Regions from separate parts of the Mus musculus genome. Here region 1 is linked to region 2. The links are chromatin contacts, called in public Hi-C maps. All regions are on one chromosome and are shown on one strand. The core of a region is the stretch at or near the end of the contact, and the rest is flanking DNA. Distances in the headings are between cores, read along the strand shown.

Region 1 (6,887 bases), core at 2,034-4,533, 150 kb before region 2:
AAAAGAGAGATATGGACCTGAGTTAGAAAATAAGCATGTGCTGAATATACTACAGTCTCAGACACAGCACTACAGGGGTGTCTACTGGCTTACACTCACAGCCTGACACTAATGATATTCTAAGGAATTCTATCGTCACTACACCAACAGGGATGGGGGAAAATGTCTGTATAAATTTGCCCATTATAACACCACTAGAAAATAGAAATTAAGTAAGAAAAATGATTGTAAATTATGATCATGTTAAAGTCATGAAAACAAAGGACAACTAATTACAAAATCAGAGTGATCAGAATAACTATATAATCTACTGTTTGGTTCTATGTATTTCCTAAACTGTCTGCTTTAAAACAGCACAATATTTTATGCAATATAAGTTTTGCATACGAACAACCACTAGACAGAAGAATTACAAATAGATGAGAAGAAACATTGTGTCAAGGGTTCCAATTTGGATAATGTAAGCTATAGTAGTGTCATTAGCAGAAACCAGAAGAGCACAGAAATCACTTAACAAGGAGATTTACGGCAGCTACAAATAAACATATAATATAAAGTTTAAATGTTCTGACTATTCACATTTAAGAGTTAACTTGTCAACCATATAACCAGTTATATACTCTTCAAAACAAATATAAATATATACACATATATAAACATATATATTTATGTATATATATATATATATGAAATCAAATGAGCCTTAGACCTCACAGTTCACTACCAACTACTAAATATCCACTATGTGTCCCATATATCATCTCACCAAATCTGCCAAAAAGTAGAAATAATTGTTACTCACATTGTACAAATAGGGGACTGCACCTTGATAAAGATCTAAGACTTAAACAAGTAAATACACGGGCAGAATTTGAATGTAAATCTATATAAAAGCCCATGGGAATTTGTTTTCATTATAACACCATGCTGTCTGTACAACGATGCCCCATTTCACACAATAAGAAAAGCAAATAATTCTTTTATATTCTCCCACAGTCAACCCACAGTCAACCCACATACAACATGAATGGAATAGATTAAGAATACAATTATAATATAAATAGATTTATGATCCTCTTTTGGATGCATCCCACAAATTTGGAAAAAGTATAACCAGAATTTAGGGAACTTTAAAGACTGTTACTTTGATATCAGTATTACTGACTAGTTAAAAGTCACCTAAAAAATTGGGAACTCTACATACCTTCAAAATGAATTTTAACTAAAGAAACTGGAATGCCTATTTCTTTCCATATCTCATAAATCTTCATAAAAAGTAACTGAAATATATGTTCATTGTACGCCAAGGCTCCAAATTTCTAGCACAGCTTCTACACAGTGAAATCTTAACTTCACTGAACATCCAGTCTATAATATATCGTTCTAGCACGAACCTCCACTTAACATACAAATGTGGTTCAAAGACCACTTCTCCCACACAGGGTGATACTTGCACTGTGCTACAGTTAATTTACACATATGTTACTCTGGAAGAGAGAATGAGGGGGAAAGGCTGAAAAGATAGATTACTGTGTCCATGGGGTGATTAGGAACAAATACTAGTAAAGAACAGGCTTGGATTAACCTGTCTTTCTTTCAGATCATTAGTTGAGAGGTTTTTTGGGGGTTTTTTGTTGTTTTTGTTGTTGGTTTGTCTTTTTTTTTTTTTTTAAGAGAAGTGACTCACAAGGGAAGGCACAAATTTTTTGTGTTCTACAGTCTAATAATCTTGGCAGCTCTGAAAGTTATCTATATATTGATGGTTAACTGTAATTTATCTTTCTTAGATAAAATGCAGTTATTTAAATGTTTCTCGCTTTTTATGTTTCTGGACTCAGCAGTAAACATGCAAATGACTTCATGAGAACAAGACCACTCATTAAATGTCAATAAGGCCTCAAAACACAGCTAGAAAACAATCATGCAGCCTTGTACCAGGTCATCAAAGACCAAGGGGTCAGGAAGAACCGGGAGCTAACACTGACTAAAGGCAAAGACAGGGGGAAGAGAATGGTAGACTGCGTGGCCCTTTAGCCTCTGAATGACTGTTAGGACGTCACCTCACTTCTCTAGGCACTATTTCCCTTTATGGAGGAGGTATGGCAGAGTAACTGGATTCACTAATTGAGAAACATGTACTAAGCACCTACTATTTACAGCACCGCACTAGACAGAGCAAATACAGCAAACAAAATGCACAAGACTAGAAAGACGGACTTGTCACAACTCTTTAGCTCTAAAATCCCATGACTTTCCAGAGCTTCACATAATAATTCAATCTACCATGCATGAGGTCCAAGGAGACTGGTTTAAAAAATCATTTTTCTGTAATATGTCTTTCAGATTTCAAATAATATGAACAAAATGGAAAGAATATAAAATAGTAGGGCTAACTTAAGAAACAGGTAGTTTCTTCAAAAAGTTAAATGCAAAGTTCCATGGGATGGCTCAGTAGATAAAGGCACTCACCAACAAAGCTGCCAACCTGACTTTGGCCCCATAACCCAGAGCTGAAGGAAGGAGCCATTTCCTCCAAGTAGTCCTCTCACCTCATGTGCTATGACACACATGTCATTTACTGTGTACATACACTAAGTAGATAGGTAAATGTGTAAATAAAAGAATAAATTAAACACACATATAAAAACAGTTTGAATGGAATTACCCTTTATCAGGGCAACAAAGCATCTATTAGACATCACAAGATGCCAAATTAAAAAGCCAATGCAATGAAGGGTTACTTCCTTTGGCGTTGTTGGCAAGTGAAGTCCCATCAATACACCCATCCCACACAATATTATAGGCTCTAGCCAATGCTTTTGGTTATCCTTCACAATGTGTCAGTAAGCCCACACTGCTGAAAACACTGTTTGCTGGAGTGACAGAACGAGGGAATTCAAGCTGGTGCTGAGTGGGAAGCTTCACCCCCACTGGCGAGAGTTCATAGTGCGAGAAGGTGCTGTGTACAGTACAAGAGGATAAAATGAATCGACAATCTTACCTAGCTGTGAGCCCTGTCACTACAATGACTGGCCTGACAGGACAGGCCCACTGGTACAACAGTAGCCAGAATGCCACTGGAGTACTCTCCATTTTCCAATTGAAGTTAAGGCCAAGAACATGTGGCTAGCCATGTCACAGTCCCTAGAAGGGAAGCTACTACTATCACTCTGCTAAATGGATAGTGTTGAGCCAGCTTCCACTGACTTATTGCTAAACCCATAAATGGATGCAAGAGCCAACTCTCAGCAGAGAAAGTTTCCCTTTGCAGCAGATGGTAATGAACACGGAGACCCACACGTGATCTAAGGGCAGAGAATGAGGAACTGAGACTGCTCCATGCTGAAGGTGCATCTAGATCACATGTGCTAATCCTAAGGCTCAGGGGTTGTGGCAGAAAAAGGTATGGAAGGATCACAAGACCCATAATGTGGATGACTGCAAGAAAACAGTGGCTTTCAAACACCACAGAGAAGTTGCACCAATGAATTCTCAGCAATTGAGCTAGCACAAACAAGACCTGAGCTGGCTCAGGCCAGACAAATCCAGCATGAAGAAGGGAGGTAAGCATAAAGTCTCACCACCGACAAAAAAATGTTGGCAGTTAATAGCTAATAAAAAGTGAGGTGTTTTTCTTAAATGGTACATGACCAAATGGGTGATTACATTCCAGTGAAGTCCACATACACAAGAGTATATGTGCAGAACCAACTATAACCAACTGTTTAAAAAGTCAAAAAGGTATTAAACCAATTTGGATGGTTAAGGAATGTGGAGAGGTGAGTGGAGGGGATGATGACAATCAAAATGCATTACATGGAATCTTCAAAGAATTAATAAAATTAAAAATATAAGAAACAGTAAGAATACTGGAACTGAGATAGGTAGGCTATTACACAAATGACCCTTAAAAACTTTACACTGTATAATAGACCAATACACAAAGGCAATGTAATGAACAATCTCATTTATAGAGAGTATAGAGAAAAAAATAGATATATGGAGTCAAAGGGAAGTTGGTGGTTACCAAAGGTTGAGAAAAAGGAAAAGGAGACACTGGTGATGGTGATTGACAGTTGATGACCAACTTCCTTTCTGAATGACAAACACATTCCAGTTTTAGAAAGTGTTGATAATTGAGAGAATATTAAAATATTAAAAGAAACTAATACTATCTTCTAAAATGATATTTTACTAAAGGTAAATTGTATCTTAACTTTTTAAAATTTCAAATTATTTAAAATTATACAAAAATGTTGGTTCTAATACTCAATAAAATAAATTAACTAACAAAAGGAAGGAAGGAAATTTCATAAACAAATGGAAGGCTGATAATTTCCTAAAGAAATATTTTAAATAATGTTCAAACCATTATTGCAAAGAAGTTTTATACTTGGTTCATTATTTTAGGTCCAAGGAAAACATCATTAAAATTGATTATCACACAACATAAAAAGCCATGTTTCTGTCAATTCTTTCCCTAATAGCCTAAGACTCCATTGTTTCAATACTATTGTACTTATTAAGTCATTATCCTACCCGCTTCTCCTTTATCAGTCTTTCCAACCCAACTATTAATAACCTTGATATTTATCCTGCAGTCATCTCTCCCTTGGTTAGTACTCACCCTGATCCTTCAGCTTTTCTGGGGCATCAATACACCTTCAGTTAAACTGAGATTCATTACACAAAGTATTTAAGTTTTAGCTATCTCAAAATGTTCATACAGTAACGTGAAAGCAGGAAAGGTGAAAGGATAAACAAAAACGAAGGACTATATAATAATCACTGCAAGTAATCTTATCAAAATAGCATTGAGTCCAAAAACACTGTAGAAAACAAGGAAATATATTCAAGTTACAGTGGGTATTTGTGGAACAAACACCAAGTGGCATAGTCATAAAACATACTGTGGTGGTTTGAGCAAGAATGGCTCCACAGGCTGATATATCTGAATGCTTAGTCACCAGGGAGTGGAACTGTCTGAAACAATTAAAAGATTAGGAGGTGTGGCCTTTCTGGAATAAGTGTGGCCTTGTTAGAGAAAATATATCAATGAGAATGGGCTCTGAGGTATCAAAAGCCTATGACAGGCCTGCCTGCCTCTCCCTCTCCCTCTCTGTCTCCATCTCGCTCTGTTTCTCTGTGTGTGTGTGTGTGTCTGTGTGTCTGTGTGTGTGTGTGTGTGTGTGTGTGTGAGAGAGAGAGAGAGAGAGAGAGAGAGAGAGAGAGAGAGAGAGATGTATGATTCAAACTGTAGCTCTCAACCTGCACCACCGTGCCTGCCTTAATGCTCCCATGTCCCCATGCTCCCACTATGATGATAACAGACTAACCCTCTAAAACTGTGAGCAAGCCCACAATTAAATACTTTCTTTTATAACAGTTGTCATGGTCAGGATGTCTCTTCACAGCAATAGAACACTGACTAGTACACAGACAAATACTGATACAGAAAAACTAAATAACTTGATAATTATGTTAAACAAGTTTTCAAGCCCCAATTACGAAAATCAAAGTTTCCTGATTTATAAATCCTGTAAATTTTTGACCACCAAGTTTGTGCATAACTCATCAAAGCTGCCTAAACCACAAGGTTTTTTTAAGAAATGATGAGGGCTCACTTACTAAATATAATAAAATGGTGCATATAGCAGTCACTGATCTCTGAGGGACACATTCAGAGGGACACATGTCAACTGGAGACTCATGCTTATGCCTGCTGAAACAACAGCACTTAGTTGTCCATAGAGAACAAGGTCAAGAGCGAAGGAAGCAAGGAATCGGGGACAACTCTGTCTGAAAGTCCACAGAAGGAAGGCTCCCTTGGAGCTCAGCTTTGTTGGCCTTAACTAGAACTTAATCTACCACATAAGACAACAGAAAGCATGACTGCTCCTCACAGCAGACCAAGTGAATAAAACAGGGAATTTTAAAATCAGGACATTCTCTAGGCTGAGGTTTAATAATCCATAGTCATACAAATCACTGTCAAGTGCAATCCAACACTTCTAAGGACTGCATTTTAAGCTTCCATTAGACTGGAGCACTTTTACGATGATCCTATCAGTCATAAGTTGAGAAGTTAAATACCCTATTTCTCAGACTCTTGAAAGCATCACAGACTGAAAGCAAATAATGAAAACACTAGGTAGTTATGTCTCCCATCTTTTTTCTATAATAAGAAAATAGATTCTCGCCTGAAAAATCTACCAACTGACTTTTCTACTCCTCTTAACCAGAATTATTATGATTATAGCTAGAATAATTTCTCTATCTAGGAACTTCTATATGAAAGGAGCATAATTTCTCTACCTGGGAACTTATATAAGAGGAAGAACAATGGAACAGAAGTTACACTTGCCCTTTGAAAATACATTAAAGAAATATTTGACTGCCAGCATCCTGAATACTAAGTTCCACATGGCAATCAGTGAAGAGGACTGGCAAAAAGATCTCAGGAGACAAGGTATGAAGGTCTATCTATGGTTAGACAGCTCAACTTTAAGGAAATCCTTCCATGTTTGAGAAAAGATGAAACAAACAAGTCCAAGATACAAATATCCTATTTTCCTACTAAATTCCAGGTTAAAATTCTGGCTACATCAAAAATCAAAGCAAAAGTCATTTCCATTCTACTTCTTGCTTTGTTGACAAAAGATGATTAATCATACTGTCTGGCATTCCATAATGTTCAGCAAATTATTGTGTAAATGTCAGGGTTACTGATGAAACGCATAGAGGTGAGCTAAGTGCCTGAGACCTAGCAACATTCTGATCAATCAAATAGTATATCACCCTATGGAGGAAGAGTGACAGGGAGTAAACACAGCTTACAAAGTTGTACATAAAAACAATTACTTCCCATCACAACTACAATGGTCCCT
Region 2 (7,101 bases), core at 1,226-3,725:
AACATCGAATCTTGTGTTCGTGCATAATCACGAAGCCCAATCTTTATTAAACTTGCCTAGAATCATAAGTGTGGATATACCTCGACAGCATGGTTGTAAAAAACACAGTAAAGGGAACATGTCATGCATGTGTCCTGACACCATCTGGATTAGGAGTTAAAATTAAAGCAGTACTTCACAACAAAAGCCAAAGTAAAAGATGTCTGGGCCAAAATCATAGTGATAAAGTGAGGGTGATGCAGGCGAGCATGAGGGATGGATAACCAAAGAAAGCCAGATGTGGTGGTGGACACCCGTGCTCCAGGGCTTGGGAGATGGAAGCAAGAGTTCACGGTTACTCTTATCTACACAATGAGTCTGAAGCCAGACGGGGCTACATGTAACTTTGGTGGTTCTCAACCTGTGGTGTATGTCTTGACCCCTTTGGGGTCAAATAGCAAGTATTTACATTACAATTTATAACAGTAGCAAAATTACAGTTATGAAGTAGAAACAAAATAATTTTATGGTTGAGATCATCACAACATGGGGAAGTGTATTAAAGGTGGAACCATTGCCATAACTCAACACAAAACAATGAGGTACACTGTCCAGCAGTGGTGATGCCCCCTGGAAACGGCAAGGAATTGGTCCTTACAGGTAAATATACGACTCCACAGCAGAATCCGTCAGAAAGCTTTTAAGTTATTTTTCAGTTTTTAAGTATCACATGTTGAGGGTAAATCTAACTGCCACTTAAGGAATCTGACATATAGCCTAAAGTTTCAGAAGCACAAGGAAGAGGACGGGACATTTGTTTACAGTTGTTATTCTCCCTAACTCACTCCACTTCCATGGAAGTGACCACTCCTTCCATGAATTCTGAATCGCCATCTTTCTCCAGGCCCATACTCTCCTCAAAGGGGATAATATATCTTGTCTTTGCATACATAACTCAGGTCACTCATTCCCTCATTCAACAAATATTTCCTAAGTACTAAATAAATGCTAGGCACCATACTACATACTTATCTACTGTATAAGAGAGTGTTGACTATCTGGCAGGAAAAAAAAAAAAAAAAACAAGATCAGAAAAGGATTCCAAACACTCATATTAGAATTCCAGAGAAAATTAAGGCGCACTACTACAAAGGCTCCGGCTGAGGTTTTAATATCATGGGATAAATCTGAACTGTACATTGTTAAACTAAGAATGTGTGCCTGCAGTGTTTTCTCTTCAGGGCCTACAAAGTGTATCACTTTCACAGACAGTTCTATCCTCTCGTTTTAAAATAAAATTGATAAAAACAGGCCATTCTCTTAAACTCTGCCATAAACCAATACACGGGTCCTTTTCAGTCGATTAAATGGTAAACTTTTAAAGCCTTTCAAAGCTTGATTTACCCATTCTCTCAAGGGCTTAACCTACCAGATTCTGGTGGATCCTAGGTTTTAAAAAGATAATCAGGATCATTACAGGAGCTCTCTTAACTCAAATCAAAGTGAAGGATAAGTCGAGGAAAGTGGGAAGCAAGGGGTATTTGTTTTAGGAAAATATATGGGATGAAATGCAAATGACAACAATGGATAAGTGTGTCATAATGCATTTTATTCAGGCTGATCTAAGTCTGTTTAACATTTTAAACATTTAAAAATAAGAAGAAGAAGACTAGTAAATAGTCAACCACCCCCACTCTCACCCTAATAGTTTAGGGAAAAAGTAATGAGGAGGGCAGTTTGAAATTCTATTTTTGTATGGTTTTGAGTAAGAAACTGGAATAAGAAAGCAATAAGAAAGAAAGAAAGAAAGAAAGAAAGAAGAAAGGAAGGAAAAGGAAAGAAAAAAGCAAAACAAGAAGGAAGGATGGATGGATCACTTTAATATTCAATGCTAACAGCTCACGCAAAACCTAGGATCTGAAGCTGTGGCTATTCACAGGTAGTGGAAAGTGCCCAAAGTTGGACACTCTGCAACTCCTAACAGGAAACTTGGGCCTGATCCCCACGAGCCCAGGACACCTCCCGGCCTTCAGGAGTGTGCACAGCACCAGGGTCAACCAGAACCTGTTGTAGGAATGAATGAGTACACCTGCGCTGGGTTTCTTCCCGAACCCAAGCGGGCCAGCTTTTAGGACCGGGGACAGAAGTAAAGGCCATGCCCCGAGGAGAAGACTGGGGAGGTGGGGTGTCCTCCCCTTAACCCCGGCCCCAGAGAGTCTTAGAACACTGCCCGGCGGGGGCGGGCAATAGGCCCTGGGGAGGGGCGGGGGAGGCCAAAAGGGAGAGAAGGGCCGGCGGATGGGGCCCAGCCGATGCCTCTCCCTTCCACCGCGGAAGTCCAGCCGCTGCCCTGACCTCACCCTGCCTGCCTCCTGCCTCCCTCACCTGATCACCGAGATGAGCAGCCCCGAGGGGTCTTTGCTTTTGCTGACTGTGCTCCTGTATTTCCCACCAGCTGCTTCTGCCGCCATCTTGGTACGGGAGCGAGAGCCAGGTGCTTGACAGGACCGGGAAAGTGTAAACTCCGCGGCTGACCCGGAACATCCACCAATGGCAGAAGAGAAGCGCTTAGGCGCGGAAGTGAAAAACCCAATCCCTGGAGTTAGGAGGCGGGACTGAGACTCAGCTGGAGGCTGAGGCTCCTGTCCTCTCTAAGCATTCTGGGAAATGTAGTTCTTCTGCCGGTCCCGGGCATGCCTGGACAATAAACCAAGGGCAACTTCATCAAGCCTCCTTACTGTCTCTTTAGATCTCTTCAGACAGACCTTAAGTTGTTTTTCAGTTTACTCCATTTTATAATTTTACACGCTTTAACTTAATGTATCTGATGATAAATTGCAGATTCTTCTATTTAAACAAAGGTCCCAAAAGAATGCTTGTGTGTGCAAAAATATTAACTTCAAATACCATCTTTAAATCAACCAAATGCAAAAATGTACACGCACAGAGATTTTTCTTTGGTATTTTTCTGAGACTGAATGTTTCTATATTCGTCTTATGTACAAGTTCACTGTTGCGGTTATGCCAAGTCGCAGGCTGCAGGCTGTGAGGGGGAAAAGTACCTGTCCTAGGGGCTGTCACATATATATATATAGTTTCTCATGTTGTGGTGACTCCCAACTATAAAATTATTTCATAGCTACTTCATAACTGTACCTTTGCTATTGTTGTGACTTGTAATGTAAATATTTGATATGCAGGATATCTGATATGCAACCCCAAAGGAGTCAACCCCACAGGTTGAGAACCACAGACCAATTTCAATGGATACAGGAAAATCTTTTGTAGAAATTCAACCATACTTTTAAAATAAAAGCACTCAAAAAAAAGTCCCAAAAAGGAGGAACCACTGCAGTTCTTCGGGCGGGGGGGGGGGGGGGTTACTCTCATAGCACACCTTGTATCAGCACAGCAGCGGTGGCGGCTTCCAGAAGGGTCTGGGCGTCTGGTGGAGAGGCACAAAGTCCAAGCACTTTCCCTCCAGTCGGTGTTGTGGGGCGACTGAGACCATGGAGGAGTCGGAGGAGTCGACACCTGCTCTGCACAGAAGGAAACGGCGCTCCACACCTTTAGCTCCAGCCACACCACCTTCACAAACAACAGAGAAAAGCCCATACTTCCAGACCACAGAAATCTCACTTTGGACAGTGGTGGCTGCTATTCAAGCTGTGGAGAAGAAGATGGAATCCCGGGCTGCCTGAGTGCAGAACCTGGAGGGACGTGCAGGGTCAGCAGAGAAGAAGCTGGCTGACTTCGAGCCAGAGAGTTCAGCAACCAGCCGGAGGGCAAGTGGGCCGTGCTGGGGACCCTGCTGCAGGAGTACAGGCTGCTACCGCCACGACTGGAGAATGTAGAGAACCTGCTTCGCCACAATAACTTCTGGGTCCTTTGGTTGCCTCCCGGCAGTAAGGGGAAACCCCAAAGGTGTCCGGGTCCCTTGAGAATGATGGGGTCTGTTTCTCAGAACGAGAGTGTGAGAACCTGGAGGACTGGCAGAAGGAGCTCTACAGAAATGTTATGGAAAGCAGCTATGAGACGCTGGTCTCTCTGAAGGTTCTTGGCCAGCCAGAGGAAGAAGTGGAGTTGGGTGCAGAGATGGTGGGTGACTCAGTGGAAGAAGGTACCCACTTGGCAGATGGGGCCATGGTTAAACAGAAGATGCTGTACAAGCAGGAGGGCCCTGCAGGTCTTCCCAGCACGTTTTCCAGTGCAACTGAACAGCAGGCTTTCTTTGGCGCGGAGCAGGCTGTGTTCTGGAATAGTCCAGGAGATTTTGCCCTCTTGGAATCAGGCCCACTTGCCCTCCGGAGGAGAATTGCTCCTGCTTTGTCCTCCTTGGCTGAGCACAGAGGCTAATCTGAGGCGCAGGAGAGAGGGACCTGTGGCCCCAGCCTTTGCTATCTTGGCCTTGTTGCTGGGTCTGTTGTTTTGTTAGCCCCTGCAGGTCTCTGGTTTTCTCTTTTCTGGTGCATTGTCACACCACAGGGACTAGTGGCCAGTTCCAGGGCCCACTCTAGCATTTCACATGTCTTCCCACAGTTGTATGGGGCCATAGAGGTATGTGGTAAGTTCCAGGAAGTTATTACCCTCAATTTCTCTTCCATTTGTAGCTTCCTTGTTAATAACTAGTATAAATAATTTAAATGAACCGTTTAGCTTGTTCTAAAGACCCCCTTTTGGAGTTAGATTCTTGTTTTTTTTGTTTGTTTGTTTGTTTGTTTTTAAATATGGCTCAAAACTTGTTTTATAAATTTCAAGAGTTGTAGAAGTTGTTCCTAACTTGGGAACTCAGCCTGCCCTCCAGGAGGGAATAGGTTATGGGGCTCTTTTAGCCCACCCACACTTAACATAGGCCAGAGAGCCAAGACACGTTGCTGGCTTCCCTCATTGCTGGCTTCCCTCGGTGGGTTGCTGAGTCCACACAGGTGGGGCTAATTTCTCAGGTGGGCCAAGAGGAAACCCCTGAAGCCCTGCTGAGAGTAAAGACTGGTTTGAAGAAGCTAAGAGTTCAGTCCTGGGACTTTGGTGTCTCAACATACTTCCCCTCTCCCCGATGTGTTTCTGCAGTCCTGGGCGAGGGGTGGGGATGAAAGACTGAGCTTGACTCTATTACACCAGGCATCACTTGAGGTTGTGCAGATTAGACTTTCCAGTGGCTGTACCAGGGATGACGGAGAAGAAGCACAGATGCTAACACAGGAGTGTTAAGTACCTGCCCCACTGTCATTGGGGAGGGAGGTGAGAGTGGGTTCCTTGGTCATATGTGAATGTACTCTTGTCTGGAATAAATCTTGTTACTTGTATTTTAAAAGAAAAAGTCCAAAAAGAAGGAAAGTGCACAAATATAATGGAATTTTAAAAACAAATTAACAGTATATATAATAATGAAAAATAAGTTTCCCATTAAGATTAGGAACAAGACAAGGTTGTCCATTTTCACTGTATCTACTCAATAAATCTCTGAGAATCATAGCCAGAGCAAGAAGAGAGAGAGAGAGAGAGAGAGAGAGGGAGAGAGAGAGAGAGAGAAGCATCTAGTTTCTAAATGTAGGAACAAAACCACCTACATTTGTGAATAATAGGATTTTATAGAATGTATTATAAAGAACATAAAACACTGCTGGAGCTAGTATAAAAACTTCAGCAATGTCACAGGATACAAAGTGAACAACAACAATTTAGAGATATTCCTATACAGTAAGAAAGAGCAATCTTAAAAATAAATGAACCTAGCCAGGCATGGTACCACACACCTTTAATCCCAGCACCTAGAAGGTAGTTGCTGGTATAGCTCCGTGAGTTCGAGGCCAGCCTGCTTTACACAGAGAGTTCCAGAACATTCAGAACTAAGCAGAAAGACCTTGGAAGGGGTTGTGGGGAGGAAAGAAGGAAAAAAAGGAAAGGAAAAGGAAAGAAAAAAAAAAACCAAATAATCCCAACTTAACAGGGGCAAAAAATAATAAAACACAGGGATGAATATGAACAGGAAAGTCACATATGTATATGTAAAAAACTACAACATATTTCCGAAACAAAACAAAACAAAGGAATGAGGCACATGTAAAACATCACAGATGAGAAACAGATGCAGCAACAATGGCAAACCTGCGCCGCAGTGGAATAGCTGGTTCTAAGATCCATGTGAGGTCAGAAATCCCTGAACAGTGTACACTAGCTTGGAAGAGGGGGAAAAATGTGGAGGAGCGAGGAAATGCCTCAGTAAATAAGTGCTTACCACAAAGGTATAAGGATCGGAACCCAGGCCAAACGCCAGCAATCGTGAAATAAACTGACAACTTCAGCATCAAGGAAGCAGAGATAGGAAGATCCTGCTGTTCACTGACCAGCCAAACCGGCAAGCCACAGGTGTTACGTCCAGAAGCACCTCACAGGGACCACCACTCACTTATGCAATTGGCAAGAGTGCTTTTATTTCTCAAAAAGAAGAAGTCTGCATGCAGGGTCGGCCATGTGCAAAAATGGCTACCCAACCGGGCGTGGTGGCGCATGCCTTTAATCCCAGCACTCAGGCGGCAGAGGCAGGTGGATTTCTGAGTTCGAGGCCAGCCTGGTCTACAAAGTGAATTCTAGGACAGCCAGGGCTATACAGAGAAACCCTGTCTCGAAAAACAAAACAAACAAACAAAAAAAAGGCTACCCCAGACAAAGGCGCACAGGCCTTTTTATAGGGAACTAGGGGAATTTTAGTTAGGCTTAGGTAATCTAAATCTTCATTGGTGGGTGCTGGGGATGTTACATAGGTCGGTTTCTGATTGGCTTGTGTCCAGATAGTCAGTGGACTGCATTCCTGTGTCATGAGCGTTTAGCAACAGGCTGAGATACCCAAACCATGTAAGGCTGCCTGACACAGATGGCCCACCCTGAGATAAGATATTTGCCCATCTTGCGGTTATCTCCAGACTGTTCTTTGGATGGGAATTTCATGCCCTTGTTCCTGGAGCTGGTGACTTATGGCCTAGTTCCTGGTACTGATGAGGGTTTTATGGTCAGTTGCTGGAATGGATGACTCCCCTTTTGAAATCAGACCTGGTCCTAAAATAGACTTTATGTGGTCCTCTCACCAGTTCAGTGAGAGCACCTGTCTCAAAAACAAACAAGGCA

Evidence for each region. A called contact is a pair of places that touch in the nucleus more often than the background predicts.
Region 1: a Hi-C map of myeloid progenitors shows a contact between it and region 2, with 1.7 times the contacts expected there. The contact joins the enhancer-like site here to the promoter of Exoc4 in region 2. A contact is called at or near these places in 3 of 39 promoter capture datasets (3T3-L1-derived adipocytes, the C10 cell line and hippocampal neurons), 7 of 484 Hi-C or Micro-C datasets (the HL-1 cell line, cerebral cortex, cortical neurons and 4 more) and 4 of 115 datasets of contacts at active chromatin or transcription factors (bone marrow-derived macrophages, embryonic stem cells and neural tube).

Annotation. Positions count from the first base shown.
Region 1 is chr6:33,397,772-33,404,658 of GRCm38.p6, reverse strand. All of the region lies in intron 7 of Exoc4 (exocyst complex component 4), which reads right to left. Among named protein-coding and RNA genes, the nearest start is that of Gm38785, 42 kb to the left of the region's middle. Within about 2 kb of position 3,283, at least 20 of the 459 cell types and tissues checked have an H3K27ac peak or open chromatin away from gene starts, as enhancers often do. A contact at or near this core is called in the HL-1 cell line, bone marrow-derived macrophages, granulocyte-monocyte progenitors and 1 more, where this site is marked.
Region 2 is chr6:33,244,502-33,251,602 of GRCm38.p6, reverse strand. Exoc4 (exocyst complex component 4) reads right to left here and starts at 2,475. Exons shown (of 18, transcript NM_009148.4): 1 at 2,365-2,475. The coding sequence starts at 2,450. It also overlaps the pseudogene Gm1401.